Regions from separate parts of the Mus musculus genome. Here region 1 is linked to region 2. The links are chromatin contacts, called in public promoter capture Hi-C maps. All regions are on one chromosome and are shown on one strand. Each heading gives the region's core, a stretch centred on a gene start, on an enhancer-like site or on the middle of the called end of the contact. The rest is flanking DNA. Distances are from core to core; before and after follow the strand shown.

Region 1 (5,935 bases), core at 2,650-5,149, 540 kb before region 2:
ACCCTGAAGACAGCGTTATTTCTAAATCCTCAAAGTAGATGAGTAAACACAAAACATTCAATACAGAACTAAAAAAAAAAAAAAAGTTTCAAGTGAATGTTATATCTAAAAAGGGCTGGCAAGATGGCTTACAACAGAAAGGCACCAAGCCTGAAGACCTGAGTTCAGTCCCTATGCTCTATGTGGTGGAGGAGTTGCACGTAGGCAGGCGCGCGCACACGTGCACACACGCACACGCGCGCACACACACACACACACACACACACACACACACACACACTCGGAAGAGTTTTATACCTGAAGAGCATAGTTTTTTGAGATCCTTTCTACCATGTAAGGAACTGTAGTCTGGAAGATCTCCTTGAATGTTAGTGGGTTCATCATGGTGAAGACCCCAGCAAAGTGCTCCAGCACCTCCTTCTCTTCCTTCATCCTTACGGTCTGACAGTTGGCTACTCGAATGTATGTTTGTCCATTTCCTGCGATCTGGACCTAGGACGGGAGAAGCCCCATGGCAGTTAGAAAGGAAAAGCTTCTACTGAACATGTACTTCTTCATAAAATCACAAGTCAAGTACTTCAATGAAGCACTGAATTCAATAATGGTTATCCTTCTTCTAAGTTCTCTGTTCTTGTCTCAATTTTGAAAAAGAAAAACACCAGGTGTCCACACCAGGGGGAAAAACGGTAAGTAAATGTAGAGCCCAGAGAGCCAGCGCAGAGGGTAAAGGTACACGATCACCCCCACTGGATAAGTAAGCCCTGGATGGCTAAACTGCTTCTGTCAGAGTATCTTACCACAGTATCAAGAAAGGGAAACTGGCAGTAACATGCATGAACCGTGGATCTGATCTCAGCGCCACATAAACTGGCATGAGGACGCATGTTTGTTATCCCAGCTAAATGCAAAGCCAGGGGCTGGAGAGATGGCTCAGTGGTTAGGAGCACTGACTATTCTTCCGAAGGTCCTGAGTTCAAATCCCAGCAACCACGTGGTGGCTCACAACCACCCGTAATGAGATCTGACACCCTCTTCTGGTGTGTCTGAGAACAGCGACAGTGTACTTTCAAAGAATAAATAAGGTTTTTTAAAAAAGAAAAAGAAAAAAGAAATGCAAAGCCAGGCCATGCAAACAGAACTGAACTCCGAAGGCTTGGGCGCTCTGTTCCAAAGGCATCCTCTAGACTCAACAGCACTGTCTGCGGCCACTTCATACCTGATAAATATCCAAGGCCTGCATCGCATACTTCACCAGCTTGATGTAAATCTGAGTTTCTTTGGGTTGTAATTGCTTGTTAGGAATAAACTGAGCTTCTAGAAGAGACAGAATACATTAAAACCTGGCAAATACAAGAGCTAACAGTGCTGTCAGTGTGAAGAGTGGAAGCGAGTATTACCACCAGGTGCTTTACACGACGTTATGCCCCATGTGATGGTCTTGACACCGCAGACCAAGGTCTTCACCAGACTCCGGCAATCTGTGACCTGGAACGTCTGCTTGTCCTCCTTGTCCTTCTCTCCTTGCTTCTCAAATGGGGGCACGGGGGCAGGGGTTACCGGGGTGGCTGGGGCTGGAGGTGGAGGTGGAGGTGGTGCGGGGGCAGGCACAGGGGCTGGGGAAGGGGCTGGGCCAGGGGCAGCAGGGGCTGTGGGCACCCCAGGTAGTGCAGCTTCTGCAGCCCCCAGTTCAGACTGAGGCTTGCATTTCTTAAAAATGGCAGAGAGCTGGTACCGGGCAATGGTGTGGAACTTGAGGACAAAAACCTAATGGCAAAAGAAATTGGAGTCAGAAAGAGGAAACAAAAGTTACAATCAAACATCTGAAACCAGGCTGGCGAGATGGCTCAGCAGGTAAGAGCACTGACTGCTCTTCCAAAGGTCCTGAGTTCAAATTCCAGCAACCACATGGTGTAATGAGATCTGACGCCCTCTTCTGGTGTATCTGAAGACAGCTACAGTGTACTTAAATATAATAATAAATAAATCTTTAAAAAAAAAAAATCTAAAACCACCTGAAGGATAAAGGCTGAGTCTATAAAGTGCTTGCCTTGCAAGCAAGAGGATCAGTGTGCAGTTCACAGAACCCATATAGAAAAGCTAGGTATGTTTGTAATCCCAGTTCTGGAGAAAGAAGACACAGCAGGGATTCCTGGGGCTGGCTGGCCCACCAGCAGAGCCTACAGGGTGAACTACTGGCCAAAAAGATCGTGTCTTAAAAGTACAAAATATGTGAAGAGATGGCTCAGCTAGTAAGAGCTCTTATCTCTTCCACTGACCCAAGATCCATTCCCAGCACTCACATGGGATGGCTCCCAACTCCCTGCAAATAGTTCTAAGGAGATCTAAATCTCCTGGCACATATATGAACATATAATTAAAACATGTAATTAAAAATTAAATCCGCCGGGTGTGGTGGTGCACACCTTTAATCCCAGCACTTGGGAGGCAAAGGCAGGCAGATCTGTGAGTTCGAGGCCAGTCTGGTCTACAAAGTGAGTTCCAGGACAGTCAGGGCTATACAGAGAAACCCTGTCTCAAAAAACAACAACAACCACAACAAAATTAAATCCTAAAAAAAACAAAACATAAGGTGGATGGCCTTTGCGGCCCCACACATGCACACAAGAGTCAAGGGCTGCTGGTTTCTGAGCATGGTGAGCAGGATCCAGCTGATTCAGAGTGGCTCTCCAGTGCCATGGAAAACCTTCCATCCCTCCCTCCCCAACACACTGACTGGGGTCTCCACTGACAGAGAAGCCTGACTATGGCTGCCCAGCAGGGATCTCTTCTAGTCAGCACCAGGAAGTACATGGAACCTAAGAAGCTGCCCTGATGCTGACTAAAGAGAAACAAGCAGCTTCCAAGCACAGCTGCCAGCAGCAGGGGAGGCAAGGCTTCAACAACTCAGTCTAATTACCAAGCCACACTCTTATCCGGCTGCCTCATCACCTACGTTTCACAGTGCTTTAAGATAAATCATGGCGGTCGGTACCTCCAGCATCCGCATCAGGACATCTCTGCCATTGCCACTCTCCTGCTCACTCTTGGAGCGGATGCAGTCCACCAGGTTCAGTAGGAGTTTGCAGGACATGGTTTGGATGCTACTGGGCAGGGACTCATCATCGATGTTCTTGGCAAAGAGCTGGACGGCGAGGGAGAGGTCGCTGAGGGGCAGGTGCTGGCGAACGTGATGCACAAGGTCGGCAAGTGTGCTGTAGGCGAGGGGCCTGCAGGAGGAGATGCCACCGACAGGGGTAAGATCCAGTATGGCCTTAGTCCCCACCCCAACCCTGTTCCTCTCCCAGCTGCTCAACTAAAAGGCGCAGCCTTTCTAATCCTGCTTCACTCCTTGCTGTCCACACTGGAAAGCTACCGTCCATGCATGTCATCAAGTTCCGTCTTAGCTGGCTACGTGTTGCCGTGATTAACTCTGACCACAGCGACGTGAGGGAGGGTTCACTTGCCTTACGTTCTGGGGTCACAATCTATCACTGCAGGAACTCAAGGAAGGAGTTCAAGTGAGAGCTTGAAGCAGCAACAGTGGGAGAACCCAGCCTACAGGCTCATTCACACTCAACCAGCTTTTTTATACAGCACAAGAGCATCCGCCGAGGGATGGTGCCACCCACAGTGGGCCGGGCTCTCTTGTTGATTAGCAGTGAAGAATATGGCCCACAGATGTGACCACAGGCCAATCTGACAATTCTTCATTGAGTCTCCTTCTTGTCAGGTGGCTTTCCAGATCAGCTACTGGCAGGCAGGCAGGCGGTAGCTTCTTGGCAAAGATAGTTTAAGGCAGCCATTCTCAACCTGGGGTCATGACCCCGCCAGGGTTAAGAACCTCTGCTCTGGATTATGTCAAGTCGACAGGACAGTAATAACTAACCAGGAAGTATATAACAGACACCGGCAGAAACGCCAGTGAGAGCACAAATGATCACTGGCTTGTTCGCACACTGAGTGGTGTTGCTACTCAAAATTAACAATGTGCCAGGCGTGGTGGCACTCAGGAGGCAGAGGCAGGTGGATCTGTGAGTTCCAGGTCACCCACAGCTACAGTGAGACGACCTCACATGTTAGTTAATAGGTTAATGAATGCTCTATATGTTATGACCACTGAATGCATATACAACAATATTGTCTGGGCTTTTTTTTTTTGTTTTTTTTTTTTTGTTTGTTTTTTGAGACAGGGTTTCTCTGTGTAGCCCTGGCTGTCCTGGAACTCACTTTGTAGACCAGGCTGGCCTCGAACTCAGAAATCCGCCTGCCTCTGCCTCCCAAGTGCTGGGATTAAAGGCGTGTGCCACCATGCCCGGCTTGTCTGGGTTATTAAATCGTGCAGGCTGATCACTGACTGAGCTCTGGGTTATTAAATCGTGCGGGCTGATCACTGACCTCTGGGTTATTAAATCATGCAGGCTGATCACTAACCTCACTGACCTCTGGGTTATTAAATCGTGCGGGCTGATCACTGACCTCTGGGCTACTAAATCGTGCGGGCTGATCACTGACCTCTGGGTTATTAAATCATGCAGGCTGATCACTAACCTCACTGACCTCTGGGTTACTAAATCGTGTGGGCTGATCACTGACTTCTACCTTGTCATGAGTGCGTGAGCACACACATACCAAAAAAATTTTTAGAAAAATGTTTGGTTTTTTTTTTTGTTTTTTTTTAATTAAAACAACCTAACGACTTTCAAACTTGCTGCCATTCTAAATCCAGGAAGTGAGCAGGGCTCAGCACACCTGCATTCATTAGAGCCCTACCAATGCTACGTGCAGATGATCCTGTCCCTAGCAAGCACACCAAGCAGCCCTGCGTCCATGTGTACTAATGCTGTACCTGAGTGTCTCCCGAGCGGTGTACCCAGAGCCGATCAGGATGGATTCATCAAACAGCTTGTCCATGCAGGGGATGAACTCTAGGAAACAGGAGAGCATGTCACAGGCCTTCACAGGCCTTCACAGGCTCAGGGCAGAGGGAAGACCACAAAGATGGTCCCTGAGAGGGAAGATGCTGGCTCTGCTGGGCCACACACGCCCACCAGCTGCCCACAAAGACATGGATGGGCTCATGGTCAGTGTTGGAGAACTGACCAAGACGAGCTAGAGAGATGGCACAGTCACACCAAAGACAGAAGAGAACAATCTCTTAAGAATATGGATGAGAAGCCCACACACAGCCTGACACATTCTGGAACAAGCCTGACATAAAGCTTAGTTCTAGAGTCGAGTACATTTCAGGCCTCCAGGCTCCTGCACACACCTGCACTCATGTGTGCAACCCCTCACCCCAACACACAGACAGACAATAAAAATAAATCTTCAAAAAGTGGTGCACGCCCTTAATCAATCTCAGCACTCAGAAGGCAGAGGCAGGTGGATCTCTGAGTTCGAGACCAGCCTGGTCTATACAGAGAAACCCTGTCTTGAAAAACAGAAAGAAACACACACACACACACACACACACACACACACACACACACACACGAAAAGAAAGCTAGAGAGTTGGCTCAGTAAAGACTTATGTTAGATTCCCAGCACCCACGTGGCAGCTCAGAAGTGTCTGCAACTTGAGTCTCAGGAGAATCTGATGCCCTCTTCTGGCCTCTGCAGACAACAGGCATACACGTGGTACAAAGATGTACAAAGATGCAAGTAATACACACACATCCATACACATAAAAGTAAACAAATGGAAATTTAAAAAGAACACCGAGATAGAGAGAGAGAGAGAGAGAGAGAGAGAGAGAGAGAGAGAGAGAGAGAGCGCGAGCGCGAGAGAGTGCACGCGAGTGCAGGCGGCCTTACGGTTCCTCAGCTCCGTGGTGAGGATGTGCTTGGCCGCAATGAGCAGCTCCTTCCTGAGGTGCGCAGTCTCCGCTGGGCAATTGGAAAGCAGCTGTAGCATGCCTTTCACCATCTGCTGAGA
Region 2 (5,591 bases), core at 1,637-4,136:
GCCTTCACCTCGCAAGCTCTGGGCTTACAGCCATGCACCACACACAGTTTGTGGTGTTGAAGCCTGGGCTTCATGATGGCAGCAGCCATACCCCCACCCGGCTAGTTCTTGATAAGCGATTCCATAGGGTGACCGTGCAGGTAATTTGCATGGAGCCATGCTCTGATAAGGTGAAGCTGGGAAGCCCTGGGGTTGCACAGGGCTTTAGCACACACCTTTTACTGTAGTGGAGTTTCTGGGGGAGATTCCTAGAAAATTTCAGGTTACAGCTGGGAAGGGAAAAAGGCCTTAAGGAGATGCGGATAATTGTGCTAGAATTTTTACTTCTTAGCTGGAGAGAGGCTGCAAGCAGGGGCCTGGATGAGGGATTATTTCTGTTCATGTCCCCACAATATACTGTCTCTGTGTCCTGTCTCACAGGAGACCAGAAGTTAGCAGGTGTGGCAGGGCCTCATTCCCTCCAAAGGCTTTGGAAACGACCCTTTCTGTCATTCTAGAACTTAGTGACTCCAGGTTCCTTGCCACACAGAACTGGTGTCTTTAGCCCTCTCCTCATGGCTCTCTAGGCACCCTCCTCTTTAAAGGCCACCAGTCATTGTTTGCATTTAGGGTTCAAGCTTGATACAGAGTGACTTGGTGCAGGGCAGGATGCTGTGATCTCAGGACTGCAGGTGGTAGACCTGGGGTCCAAAGGCCGGGAATCCTGGGGGGGGGGGGTACGACACAACAACAGAGCTACCTGTGCCCCGCCAGGTTCCTTTACAAACACCTGGAGGGTGGTGATGTTACTTCCATGGGATGACTCTAAAGAGGCCAGAACACATACAACATAAGACATGCTATGGACACGCACACATTCCTATCCCTGACCCCTCGTGTGCACCCTTGTGTGGCCAAGATCCAGCTGCCCCATGTCATGGCATAGCTGGAGCCAAGATTCTCTAGAAAGATCCTGTGTCCTCCCGTCAGCTGTTACAGAAACAGCAGTCTCCAGAAAATTAGAATTCCCCCATCTCTTCACCTCACTCCCCCGCCCTCACCCAGGAGGAGGGATAAGTGCCAGCCAGAGCAATACAGGATATTGTATGAGCAATGTTAGCCCACCCTACAGGACAGATTAGAAGCTGAGACAATGTTGGGCCAGTGACAGACAGGGCCATACATTGACCAAGATAGCTTAGCTATGTGGAACTCTTGACCCCTATTTAAACGTAAACTGGAGTTAGCTCTCTTGAGAGGATCTGGGTTCAATTCCCATCTCCCACTTGGCAGTTCACAACCATTTCTAACTCTAGTCCCAAAGGATCTGATGCCCTCTTCTGGCCACCGGGAGAACTGCATGTATGTGGCACACACATATATGCAGGCAAGGCTAAAGAGTCAAAATTAAATTAAAACTATAATTATGTCAGGACCCTGAAGGTAGACTTCGGGGCCACTGGACATCTTCATTTGTTCCTCTTCCCAGTGAGGTCATGCTGAATAAATCTCTTGCCTGCTGTCTCTTTAATTGACGGATTTGAGACTGGGTGAGAGCCCAGCTCATCGGGGCTTCTCCGGCTGTAAAAACTGCAGTAGCAGTAATCAGGGTGAGCCGGGCACTCTCCATAGCATGTCTTATGTTGTATGTGTTCTGGCCTCTTTAGAGTCATCCCATGGAAGTAACATTACCACCCTCTAGATGTTTGCAAAGGAACCTGGGGGGTGGTACAGGTAGCTCTGTTGTTTTTTTGTTTTTGTTTTTGTTTTTGTTTTTTCAAGGATTCTCGGCCTTTGGACACCAGGTCTACCACCTGCAGTCCTGAGATCACAGCAACCTGCCCTGCACCAAGTGTGCAAAATAGGAACATTGGTGAGTGTGGGGTGCATGTGTGTATGTGATACACCACCAGCCCCCTTCATAGTTGGTGTCAGCCGAGGTCTGAGAAACAATCCTCGTCCTCTGACTATTTTGAGACAGGATCCCACTAAGTAGCCCTGGTCGGTCTTGAGCCTACTCTGCTGCCCAGACAGATCTTAAACTTGTGATCCTCCTGCCTCAGCCTTCTGAGTAGCTGAGATCTGTTTCATCAGACTGACCAGTGACTGGTTCTAAGGGAAATATAGTCCTATAGAACGAGATGGAATTTGTCTTACTTAGTGCATATCTCCTTTGGCCTGGGGATGTCGCATAGGAAGATGGTGGTTGTTTAGCGTGCACAAGGCCTTGGCACCAAAAGGAGAACAAAAATAAAAATAGAGGCTAGAGATGTCAGTGGGCACCGAGCTTGCCTCGCCTACACAAAGCTCTGCGTTGTGTCCTTAGCACCTATCAAAACAGACGTGCTGGCAGCCACCCACAACCCTAGCACTCAGGGAGTAGAAGGCAGCAGATCGGAAGTTCAAAGTCAACCTCTACTACATCTGGACCCCTTTAGGGGTCACACATCAGACATCCCACATATCAGATATTTATATTACAATTCGTAACAGTAGCAAAATTATAGCAACAAAATAATGCTATGGTTGGAGGTCACCAAACCCTGGGCACCTGTATTAAAGGGTCACAGTGTTAAGAAGCTTGAGAGCCACCACTCTATTACAAAGTGCTTTGAAGCTAGCCTGGGCTACACAAGAGCCTGCCATTCATAAATAAATAAGTCCTAGGTATATTTTTCTGATAATTACAATTCTGTTCTTTATCACCTATCACACACTAAATTTTTTTAAATGTTGCCATTTCTATTAAAATAAGTAACTGCTACTTTGATTTTGACTACAGTATATAAATGTTTCCTAAGGAGGGTGTGGGAGGGGGATCTGGTGAGACAGGACATGCTGACCCCTGCCTAAGGACTGGGACAGTTCTCATCCTCCAGACCTTGACAGTCACTGTCACTGTCCTCAAATGTATCAGAGGAACTCGAAACAAAGATCATGCCCTTTTCTTGCACGCTCTTCAGAAGAGCTGATAACCCATCACGTGGACTTCTTGGCACATACAGGAACTGGGTACCTCACATGGCAGGGATTGTGACCAAAGGAGAAAAAGAAGAAGGAAACATAATGTCAAAAGCCAGGGCTGGAGCCAATTACAAGTGCCTGGCTCGGGGAAGGACCAAATATTTGCTGAATAGCTACTAAATGTTATCTTAGATAAACACTTTGGAGTTTTATGGTAAGCCCGTTGTGAGCCTCACAATTCTACTGGGCAAATATTTCTAAGTATTTTATAAATTAAGCATATCGGTTTCTACACAGCACATAAAAGCATCACTTTTGCTGAGTCGGGTGGTAAATCTTTCATAAGTCATGGGGCCTAGGAGATAACTTAGCCGGTAAAGTGCTTGCCCTGCAAGCATGAAGGGCCTGCCTGCCTTTGCTCCCCAGAATACACATAGAAAAGCCAGGCACAGAGCCCGAGGCTTGGCGGATCCCTGGGGCTCAGTTTCTGGGCAGCCTAACTTACAAGGCAAGATCCAAGCCAGTAAAGATCCTTGTCAGAAACCACAAGATAGGCAACCTGGAAGAGCAACACCCACCCAAGGTTAACATCTGGCCACCACATGCTTGTGTCCCCATGCACGGCTGCGCCCATACGCACACATGCACAAATATACATACCATCTTTATAAGTTACATATATGCATATTTGTTGAAGTTTGGTCTGTTGCTATGTATTATAATGCTAAATCCTGTATCTCAAGGTCTAGCTGCCTCAAGAGGAGTGAATTCTCACGTATGTCAAGTGACATATGTATGTATGTAACCTTGCCCCCAAATTATCCCTGATTGGTCAACAGATATCTACAGCCTATAGCTGGGCAGAAGCGAGGTAGGCGGGGCTTTGGTTCCTGGGTTTGGGGTCTGAGGCACAGACCACGAGGAGCGGAGAGAGGGCAGCGAAGCATGAGCAAGGTACCATGGGATAGGTGGCTCGTGAGCACACGACCTTGAGGGCCAGCCTGTTGGAATAGGAACAGCCCAGATGGAACGTGGCAAATGATATCTCGGGGCTACTGGCAGGGAAGCAAACAAAATCTGCCCAGCCCTACTGTTTTAAGGGCTTATTGTAAATATAAAGATTCATGTCTTTTGGGAACTAAATGATCTATTACAACACATACTCAAATGTACATAATGCTTGCCCCTCCCCCTTCTTTATGGGGATTAAATCCAGGGCCTCCACACACTAGGCAAGAACTCTTATCATAGAGCTATGCCCGGGTCTTCCCAGATTTTGTGATCGAAGGACAGAGAGTCCAAGAACATTTCAACCAAATTTAGATATTGAAGGCAAGGTGGAGGGGAGGATCCTGGATGGAAGAACAACTGGTTCTCGTCAAAAATGTTCCAGTCTAGGGGCTTCCTGTACAACCCGAGAAGGAAACCCAGCCTCCTAAACTGGAAAAGTCAAACATCCTTTCAGGTTCCCGGGGCTGGGACATGGTTCATCAGTTAAGTGCCTGGCGCACAAGCGTGATGGCCTTTTGAGTTTTACATCTAGAACACCTGTTTAAAAGCCAGCCATGGTGGCACACACCTGTAGTCTCTGGCTCACTGCCAGGCCAGATTAGCTGAATTGGAAAATTCAAGGCCAGTGAGCGCCTGTCAAAAAATAAAATAAAACAAAAACAAAACATGATTTGGGTCTGGAGAGGTAGCCCAGAGGTTGAGAGCACTTGCTACCCAGTCATGACTATCAGAATTTGGATTCTGGTACCGATGGGATACACGCTGGATATCCTAGGTACACCTCTAACGCCAGCTCCAGGGGATGGGGGGAGGATAGCTGGACTTGTGCACTTATTGTGGCTACATTGTATCCAGGGGATGGGGGGGGGGGTGAGGATAGCTTGACTTGTACATTTATCATGGCTACATTGTATCATTAGGGAAGACCGCATACAGCTTCAGAAATCTACGCTGTCAGAGGATAAAAGTTACCTGGGTTTACAGAAGTCTTCTCCTAGGCGTGCCTAGGTTACAGCCTGCAATCACTTGTGTGTGCCACCATGCCTGGTTTTTTAACATGTGATCTAGATATAAAACTCAGATCATCATGCCTGCATGCTAGGTCCTTTACTGATGAACCTAGGCATGAAAAACCAGCAGGAGAGGGGCTGGAGAGATGGCTCAACAGTACCCAGATATTCTGCCAAGGTCCTGAGTTCTATTCCTAGCAACCAAATGGTGGCTTACAACCGTCTATAATGGGATCTAATGCCCTGTTCTGGCATGCACCCTATTATACACACAGAACTCATACATTTATAAAAGAAAAAAAAAAGCAGAAAAGCACTACCTAGAATCCTCCAGTGAGGGGCTGGGTTGTGGCTCAGTGGTAGAGCCCCTGACTAGAATCCTCCAGTGAGGGGCTGGGTTGTGGCTCAGTGGTAGAGCCCCTGCCTAGAATCCCCCAGTGAGGGGCTGGGGGCGTGGCTCAGTGGTAGAGCCCCTGCCCAGAGTCCCCCAGTAAGAGGCTGGGGTGTGGCTTATTGGTAGAGCCCCTGCCCAGAGTCCCCCAGTGAGGAGCTGGGGTGCAGACAGCAGTAGGATGCTTGCTCAGCATGTTAGTTCCTGGGTTTGATCCAGAGTGCTGCAAGAGGCTC

The links. Promoter capture Hi-C pulls out the DNA fragments that hold promoters and counts their contacts.
Region 1: a promoter capture Hi-C map of liver shows a contact between it and region 2, with 2.3 times the contacts expected there. The contact joins two enhancer-like sites. A contact is called at or near these places in 9 of 39 promoter capture datasets (3T3-L1-derived adipocytes, the C10 cell line, the SN4741 cell line and 5 more), 2 of 484 Hi-C or Micro-C datasets (muscle stem cells and uterus), 3 of 115 datasets of contacts at active chromatin or transcription factors (bone marrow-derived dendritic cells, bone marrow-derived macrophages and pancreatic cancer cells) and 1 of 9 other capture datasets (pancreatic islet).

Annotation. Positions count from the first base shown.
Region 1 is chr5:144,786,650-144,792,584 of GRCm38.p6, reverse strand. It overlaps Trrap (transformation/transcription domain-associated protein), which reads right to left. Exons shown (of 71, transcript NM_001081362.2): 12 at 5,815-5,935; 13 at 4,847-4,925; 14 at 2,993-3,227; 15 at 1,398-1,764; 16 at 1,217-1,311; 17 at 298-492. Among named protein-coding and RNA genes, the nearest start is that of Gm23995, 15 kb to the right of the region's middle. Within about 2 kb of position 3,899, at least 3 of the 459 cell types and tissues checked have an H3K27ac peak or open chromatin away from gene starts, as enhancers often do. A contact at or near this core is called in liver, where this site is marked.
Region 2 is chr5:144,245,791-144,251,381 of GRCm38.p6, reverse strand. The region is part of intron 1 of 2900089D17Rik (a long non-coding RNA gene); the gene reads left to right. It also overlaps a transcript of Bri3 not described here. Among named protein-coding and RNA genes, the nearest start is that of Bri3, 6.6 kb to the left of the region's middle. Within about 2 kb of position 2,886, at least 48 of the 459 cell types and tissues checked have an H3K27ac peak or open chromatin away from gene starts, as enhancers often do. A contact at or near this core is called in liver, where this site is marked.